Linked DNA regions of Sus scrofa: all the other regions are linked to region 3. Evidence: chromatin contacts called from public HiChIP or PLAC-seq and promoter capture Hi-C data. All regions are on one chromosome and are shown on one strand. Each heading gives the region's core, a stretch centred on a gene start, on an enhancer-like site or on the middle of the called end of the contact. The rest is flanking DNA. Distances are from core to core; before and after follow the strand shown.

Region 1 (2,700 bases), core at 195-2,694, 200 kb after region 3:
TTTCCACCCCCACTATCCCACGTCTTCACCAGCTTACTTTACCCAAACCCCCTCATCCTCATGGACGTGTGTTTTCCAACCTTCCAACATAATTACCTTGACAAGAGTAAAATGCTGACAGCACTCTTTTTTTTCTTTGGCTGCAGCAGAGACATATGGAAGTTTCCAGGCCAGGGATTGAACCCCTACCACAGCAGCGACCCCAGCTGCTGCAATGACAACAGGGGGTCCTTAACCCGCTGCACCACAGGGGAACTCCAGTATTATTTAATCGAAGATGAGTGGCTTTCAGAGATTTACTCCCTTTTTCTTTTTTTTTTTCTTTTTAGCACCCCCCCCATATGGAAGTTTCCAGGCTAGGGGTCCTATATGAGCTGTAGTCACCAGCCTACTCCACAGCAACTCAGGATCTGCGCTGCATCTTTGACCTACAAGCTCATGGCAAAGCCGACTGTTAGCCCACTGAGTGAGACCAGGGATCGAAAGCACATCCTCATGGATACTAGTGGGGTTTGTTAACCACTGAGCCACGAGGAGAAGTCCATTACTCGATATTTTAAAATAGGTTTTGTGGGTGGGAAAAGCCTGCAATATTTTCCTTCCCCACCTAAAAAAAGTATTATTTTCCTAAGTTTCTATTAATTAGTAAAATGTATCTGTGTAGTAAATTTCTGTCAACACTTAAGTTCCAACGACTTTCCCGGTTTATAGATCGTTTTCAACTTGGTTTATGGAGTCTTTTGCGGAGAAACAGATCTGTATTTTACGTTTTCTGGCTTTGCTGCAATGATAAACTCTTTTTTCCAGTCTTCAAGATTATACAGTGTTATGGTTTCATTTGCATTTTTAATCCACCTGGAACGTATTTCAGATCTAGGCCGGTTTCTGGCCTCTCGCCCAGAAAACAACTATCAGGTGTTACTTAGCAACCACCACTGGGGTTGGAGTGAGCCGTCTCTTCAGGGAAAAAAAACAGCTGCACTCTCTCCAGAGTCGATTGCCCCTTTAAAGCGTTGCCTAGTAACCCTGTTTCAGACTAGGTGATTGGACCCTGCACACGACCCACCCCCCCCTCCCGGTTCCCTGGGAGCCAGAAAGAATTTAGCTGAAAACCTAATCTCTGTCAGAAAACCAGGGCAGCGTGCGCGTTGCATGGCAACTAGATCTTCCGACCCTCCCAGTGAAACTAGTGTCGGAAGAGCCGCCCCGCTCAAAGATGGCGGCCGAAGCGCCGCTCTCAATATATTTCGTTCTCTACGTCCTGCCAATAATTAATCTTTACACCAGGCCCCCGAAGGGGTTCTCTAGGTCCTTTTGGAGGCTTGCACAAGGTTGGTACGAAGGAGGATGGAGATCAACCGACGCGCCCTGAGTGCCCCGCACAAACATGGCCGCAGGCGCGGCGTCAGGGGCGCGAGGCCGTCCGGCGCAGGCGCGGGCGCGGCGCAGGCGCACTTGCGCTCATCCCGCGGTGGCGGAGACGGCGACGGCGGCAACGGCAGCGGCGGCTGGGGCGCGGGGCATGGTACTCGGGTCGGAGGGCCCGGCGCGCGCCGGGGGCCTCGTAGCTGACGTGGTGTTTGTGATTGAGGGCACAGCTAACCTGGGGCCCTACTTCGAGGGGCTTCGAAAGCACTACCTGCTCCCCGCCATCGAGTGAGTGAGGTTTCCGCGACTCCAACCCCGCCCTCCGACTTTAGTTTTCCAGTCTCTTGCCTCACCCCGACTTTTCACCCCCGACCCTCACAGGTATTTTAATGGTGGTCCTCCTGCGGAGACCGACTTCGGGGGAGACGTGAGTCTTGGGACTCTTGAAGGTCGAGGGAGAGGGAAGCTGGGAGTCCCTACTACTGGGTCTCGGGGGAGGGGCTGGGGTCCGGGCTCTGAGTCCGGGAGGAGGGGGCTGGAGCTGAGGAAGAAGGAGCGGGGCGGGGGGTGGTTCCAGACTCCTGAGTCGTGCGGGAGGGTTGGGGTCCGGACTTCTGGGTCCCAGGGAGAAGGGCCTGGGGGCTTGGACTCCTGGATCCGAGGGAGGAGAGGCTCGGGTGCGGACTCCTGGGTTCGAGGGAGGAGGGAGCTGGGAGCTCCCACTTCTCTGAGAGAAAAGACAGCTGAGGTCCCAGATGAAAAGTTCTTCTGTCCTCCTCTGCCAGTATGGGGGGACCCAATACAGCCTCGTGGTGTTCAACACGGTGGACTGCGCTCCGGAGTCCTACGTACAATGTCACGCTCCTACCAGCAGCGCCTATGAGTTTGTCACCTGGCTGGATGGCATTAAGTGAGCTCTTTTCCGGGCTTTGGGGTGGGTTGGGGGACCCTGGGAGGGACCTGGGTTTGAGCTGTAGGATCCATTCCCTCACATTGGGAAGCTAACAAGGACTGTGATTGGGATTGTGGTTTTGTCCTAAGTCACTTGTGTGCCCGGTTCTGTGTGCTCAGCGGTGATGCCATCTGGTTTGGAAGCGGAAGGAACTCTAGCACCCAGGCCCTACTCTCCGTGCGATTTCCCCCCTTTTTGTTTGTGTTTCATTTCTCCCGTGGCTTCCTTTTTCAGCTGAGCGCAGTGAAGCCTGATTGAAAGGGGGTGGGGTTGGGCTAGGCATCTTGTGCTTTGGAGCAGGTTTTGATAAGTTTGCATTGCAAACTCTTGCAGGTGCAGACAGCCTGGGGCCACCGCATGGCTATACCCCAACAGAACTC
Region 2 (2,724 bases), core at 140-2,639, 130 kb before region 3:
GAGAGGGAACTGAGAGACCAGACACCAGCGTAGCTGATGCAGGGCCTTCCTCCTTACCCCCCCCCCCCCACACACACACACTGGACGCACAGGAAGGAGACGCTATCCGAACAGCAGGGTCTTTATTAAGGTGGGGCGGGCAGGGCGCTCAGGGCGCGTCCAGCACCAGCAGCTTGTGCATGTACGAGTTCAGCCAGTGGCGGCGCTCGAGGGCGGCCAGCAGCCGCGCGCGCTCCCGAAAGGCCGCGTCGTCCGCCAGCGCCAAGCTCCGCCTCGACTGCGGGGTAGCGGGACCCGCCCAAGCCCCGTCGGGGGTGCGGAGTCTGCGGGGAAATGGAGAGAGGTTACCGAGTGTCGGCGCCCCCCGGCCCGCCGCCCGCCGCCTGCAGCCTCCTGTCCTCCTCTCGGGCTAACTGGAAGCCCTGTTACTGCGCCGTCTCTCTCTGTCCTCCCGTCTCTCTCTTTCTCTGTGTGGGTCTCTGTCTCTATTATGTTCACCAGATTTGGAGCTGCTTGAGTACAGAAATCGAGTCTGATGCACCTGTCCGGTCCCAGCACTCAGCGCATGCCTGGCACACACCGGAGACCCAATAAACGCTGCTCAAGAGACAAATCTGTTCCTGCTTTCAAGTCTCTCAAAGCCCTTCTCAGAATCCTTTGGTATCTTTTTCTTGCTCATTCTCTGTCCACCCCGCATCTCTGTCCTCCTCCCTCTAGGTCACTGTTCCACTGAGTCCCTCCCCATTCTCTTTGGGTCTCTTCCCACCACTGAGTCCCCACCCCTTCCTGAGAGACCTGGACATCGCTGTACCTGAAGACCCCCGCGGGGGGCAGGGCGATTCCTGAAGCAGCGTGGTGGCCCCAGGGCACAAGCAGCAGGAGCAGCAGCAGCAGCCGCACCCGGGGGCTCCTGGGTACCTGGTGGGTCTCCATCACCTGTGGAGAGACAGGAAAGAGCTCAATGAGGCCCATGTTCTGGCCCAGAACCCCTGCCCCACCATCCAGCCACTCCCAGCAGCCCATTTGCAGGCCCCCCCTCCTACCGCACAATGGGCTCCGCAGGCAGCGAGGCTGGCAGCCCCCTTATATCGCTTTCACAACCCCCGCAGTGGGCAATGACGCAGACCAGGGGGCCGGGGGCGCGGGGTCAGCCCCCCTCAGGCTCATTAGGAGCTGCCAGCGGTAATGAGCCGGGGGTGGGGGCCTCACCGCTGCCTTGGCGGCCACCCACTAATTGGGACCAGGAGCTGGGACCCGAGAGAATCGGGAGGGGGAGAGACAGACAGACAGAGAAGTGGACACAGGGGGTGTGTCAGAGGGATAAAAATAGAGGCCTGCGGAAGGACCATCAGAGCAGAAGCCAGAGATGCAGAGAGAGAAAGAGAGGGGAAGCAACAGAGGAGGGACTGATGAGGAGAAGCAGAGAAACAAAGAGATGAAGTAACCAGAAGAGGGAAGGACAAAGAATGACAGAGAAAAGGAAAGAAAGGATGAGAGAAAAGAGTGAGGAAGGAACCAAGAGAGCCAGCTAGAGATGGAGGGATGAGGTAAAGTGCTCTCAGAAAGGCAGAAGGACAGAGAAGGACAGCAGCCTGGACAGAGCTATCCAGCGATAAATCCAGGCAGGATGAGAACCTGGATTAAAGATAGTGTGAGAGGAGTTCCCTGGTGGCTTAGCGGGTTAGGGATCTGCCATTGTCACTGCCGTGGCTTGGGGTCATGGATGTGGCATGGGTTGGATCCCTTGCCTGGGAAGTTCTGCATTTTGCAGATGCAGCAGGCGTGAGAGATGGGGGGTGCAAGAGAAGGCAAAGGGTATGTGTGGAAGTGGGTGTGACCGCAAGTCTAGTGCTGGCAAAATCCGGGACGTCTTAGAGACACGGCGAAGAGGGGTAAGAGACAGAGAGGACCTGACTACCCTGAGGATGTGTCCAAGGCCTTCCCGGGGGAAATTTGGATGTGGTGTGAAGGTAAGGCCCAGATCCCCCAGTTGGATCTTAAGACATGGCTCTCATAATGGAATGGTAGGCAAAGGAAACCCCAAAGGGCAGTAGCAGTCTAGGTCTGTGATTGACAGGACATGGGAACCTGGCCTCCTAGTTCCCCAGAGAGGAGGCCTGGGGACCTGGATTTCTGGACCTGAGCAAAGATGTCTTGAGGTGCGACTCCTGGGTCTTGAAGTGAGAGACTAGCAGAGACCTGGATTCTTGCGTTCAGGCTTAGGAGAGGGCAGAGAGCTCGGCCCGTGCTTTGCCACAGAAGGCAGCTTGATTGGCCAGATCCAGTCCCTAAGTCCCTTCCCCAATCCAGAGTCAAAGTCCTTTACCTCTGTCCCTTTAAAAGCCCAAGCCTGTTGCTAGGCTCCCAGCATCCCCAGGGAGGGGGTCAGATGCGTCACCTGTGCTCCTGGGACCCCACCTCCTGCCATCCCGCCCAGAGCCATTCTGCAGTAGTCACCGATCTCCGTATCCAGCTCTGCTCACCTGTTGTTATCTTGGACCCCACTGAGAAGGTAAGAGCCCCCAGAACCCCAAGTGATCCTGTCCCATTTGGGGATCTGCCAGCCCCACCTCGACCTGACCACAGACCTAGGCATCTCTGCTCTCAGGCCAGCCCCTGAGACCTTGGGACCCCAGCTCCATCCTCAATAAGCAGAGACCTGAGTCCTGCCCCACAGCTCTCTCCTCCCAAAGGCTGAGGAATCCAGACCCCCACACCCCTACC
Region 3 (2,856 bases), core at 6-2,505:
AGTGGCAACTGCAGTGGATGTGATCAGAGAAAAAAATGACTCCATTTATGTGAAATATCCAGATTAGGTTAATCCATGGAGACAGAGAAAGTAGGTGAGCGGCTGCCTAGAGTGTGTGTGTGTGGGGGGGAATAAAGGAAAAGACACTACCATTTCAAAGAAGTGAAAAGGGTTTCAGATGATGGGATTAAAAAAAGAATAACTAACCCAGTTTCTTCAAAGAATCAATTGCATTAAGAGAAAAACTGGGTAGGATGGAGGAGAGACTGTTCAAAATTAAAAGCAATTTAAAAAGAGACATAACATGACTCGAAAGGATCCCAATTCAAGCAAATGAAACTTTTTTTTTAGGGCCGCACCTGCGACATATGGAAGTTCCCAGGCTGGGGGTCGAACTGGTGCTATAGCTGTCGCTACGCCACAGCCACGCCCGATCCGTATACCACAGCTCACAGCAACGCTGGATCCTTCACCCACTGAGCAAGGCCAGGGATCAAACCTGCGTCCTCGTGGATGCTAGTCGGGCTGGCTAACTGCTGAGCCACGACGGGAACTACGGAATTCTTATGTTACTCTCTCACTTTTACATGTTTGAACCTTTTTCCAGTATTAAAGGAAAATTGCTGTAAAGGACCCATCAAATCCAAGTTCGTACCCCATCAGCAGCCCCGTAGGGATATGAAACCAGGACAGCCAATCCCCAAAGCTCCATAGAGGAAAATGGTAAACCCTACAGCAACTCCGAGAGGGAAGGCTGTCAAAAAGGTGCAGAGAGGCGGCGACAGGCGACTGCACAATATCCCCCGCCGCCCTCCGCATCACAATCTGGGAAACTAAGGGCAGGAAAGGGGTGCTCTTCCTCAATTTTCACGTCTTAGACTCTCTAGAACACCAGTCCCCTCCTTTCCCCGGGAACCCCGGCCCATCCGTCCGTAGTGAAACTAAAACTCTCCAGAGAACTGAAGGTTTGGGTACCTCCAAAGATTTCTGGGACTTGTAGTTCAGCTTCAAACTTGGAGCGCCTAGAGCGTTCCACTAATGACTGTCGGGAAGTCGGAAATTCAAAATCCTGTCCCACTCTCCCTTGGGACCCCGAGACTCTAGCCTACGCGAAGACGATCGCAGTAACGCCATCCCGCCACCCCCTGGAACTCACCTTACAAACAACGCCTTCTCCCTCCGAAGCGGCTTCAACTGTGCCCCTACACCGGAAAGGAGCGCTGTTTTCCCTCCCCGCTCTACACACTTCCGGCCGGCGGAAGAGACAGGAAGTAGATCTGCCCCTAGTTGCGGAGGTCTCTCTTCTGGCTAGGTAAGTCTTCCCTTCTTCTCTTCCTCCCTCCGGAAACGTGAGTGGCAATTCGAAGGTTCCGGTCAGTAAAACTGGCGTAAATAGGGGGCGCGCTTAGTATATACTAGGCGTTTCCCGGGCGGGCGATTTCCTGCTGGTACCGAGGCTTCGCGTCTCTCTAAGGCTGTGTCTAAGGACTAACCACTTCGCCCAGTGACTGGAAAGCCGGCTTACCCAAGGATATCATCCACTTTTCTGCTGCAAAATAAGAGTTAATAGAGAAGGGATAACTCCACTGTCCCCACTTTACACATGGAGCATTGGAGCAGTCGGAAGTCAAAGCCTTTCAAATTACCTCAGGAAACAGGAATTTATTACCGCATACTCACCTCCCACCCCCAGGGGCCAAGGCGTACATTTCTCACTAAGGCAGTTTCCCTGTCAGTTTCTAGGTATTGACATCTCTAGATATCTGGAGCCCTAGATGTTTAGTTCCCAGCTCTCACTGGCGGGCTCTTGGGGCGGGGTGGGGGTGGGGGGATTGGATAGGAGGAGGGAAGCTGCATATCCAACTCCCTAAGTGCCCCCACTGTGTCGGAGAGGCTGGCCCTCCTAAAGGCTCTGGACCGTGGCCCTTAATCATAAGGTCCCTTTAAATACTTAGTCCCTTACCTGAGTCCCGCCCAAGGCAGGTAATCACAAACCCCGCCCCTCTGGCCAGAAACCTGGATTGTGCCGACTATAGAGAGTAAGGCACCCCTCCTTCCTCTCCCCTCCCCTCTCCCCAGCCCCTCTTCACAGCTGGCCGCAGCTGGCCCAGGAGGCCCCTATTAAGAAGGAGGGGACACTGTTCACAAGTCTGGGCAGGTAAGTGAATACCCTTGGAGGCAGAGCCTGGCTTGGGGACCCTGGCGATCTGGCTCCCCGTTCTTCTGAGATCCAGAAGTCGGAGCCTCCAAACCCAGGAGCCCAGGACCCCTGCTCCTTCCTCCTCCTCCTGGACCCAAGGATATAGGCCTCCGCTCTATACCTCTCCTGTCATCTTTGATCTCCGCGGGTGGATGTGGCAATGAGCACAGAGAGAGGCGGGTGTACATGGAAATTACCAGGGAAGGCAGGAATGCCCCTCAGTGGACATGTTTATGAGCACCTACTGTGTGCCCAAACCCGTGCTGGATACTGCAGACACAGCAGAGAAAAAGATAAGCTCCTAGCTCTGGTCCCTGGAGGGACGTTGCCTTTGTTGAAATCCTGCCTCTGAATTGCACCCTGTATGAATGTGGGCAAATTCTTTGACCTCTCTGTGCCTCAATGTTCTCATCTATCAAATGGAGATAATGATAGCACTGCTGTGAAAATGAGACTGAGTGAATAGAGGTAAACGACCTCAAACAGTGTCTGGCCCAGAATACAGGCTACCTAAGTGTCTGTATTATTCCCGTCATTCGTGGACCACAGAGTGGGTCAGAGAGACCTCGCCTCATTCTCCAGGCCCTGAGGTGTTTGTCGTCTAACTAACCACACCTGGTTCCTAGCGTCCACAAAATATGAGGGGCCACCCCTCT

Evidence for each region. Promoter capture Hi-C pulls out the DNA fragments that hold promoters and counts their contacts. HiChIP or PLAC-seq counts read pairs in DNA pulled down with a chosen protein or histone mark.
Region 1: a contact with region 3 is called in a promoter capture Hi-C map of liver, with 4 times the contacts expected there. The contact joins the promoter of MED25 here to the promoter of PRRG2 in region 3. A contact is called at or near these places in 1 of 5 promoter capture datasets (liver), 3 of 47 Hi-C or Micro-C datasets (heart right ventricle and liver) and 1 of 2 datasets of contacts at active chromatin or transcription factors (alveolar macrophages).
Region 2: a contact with region 3 is called in an H3K27ac HiChIP or PLAC-seq map of alveolar macrophages. The contact joins the promoter of PTH2 here to the promoter of PRRG2 in region 3. A contact is called at or near these places in 1 of 5 promoter capture datasets (fetal skeletal muscle) and 1 of 2 datasets of contacts at active chromatin or transcription factors (alveolar macrophages).

Annotation. Positions count from the first base shown.
Region 1 is chr6:54,832,859-54,835,558 of Sscrofa11.1, forward strand. It overlaps MED25 (mediator of RNA polymerase II transcription subunit 25), which reads left to right and starts at 1,445. Exons shown (of 19, transcript XM_003127336.5): 1 at 1,445-1,656; 2 at 1,750-1,795; 3 at 2,154-2,278. The coding sequence starts at 1,523.
Region 2 is chr6:54,504,760-54,507,483 of Sscrofa11.1, forward strand. PTH2 (tuberoinfundibular peptide of 39 residues) reads right to left here and starts at 1,390. Exons shown (of 2, transcript XM_003127313.4): 1 at 812-1,390; 2 at 112-323. The coding sequence starts at 1,023. The coding sequence ends at 149.
Region 3 is chr6:54,634,725-54,637,580 of Sscrofa11.1, forward strand. PRRG2 (transmembrane gamma-carboxyglutamic acid protein 2) reads left to right here and starts at 1,256. Exons shown (of 10, transcript XM_021097559.1): 1 at 1,256-1,312; 2 at 2,080-2,158; 3 at 2,827-2,856. The coding sequence starts at 2,839. It overlaps NOSIP (nitric oxide synthase-interacting protein), which reads right to left and starts at 1,307. Exons shown (of 9, transcript XM_003127327.5): 1 at 1,157-1,307.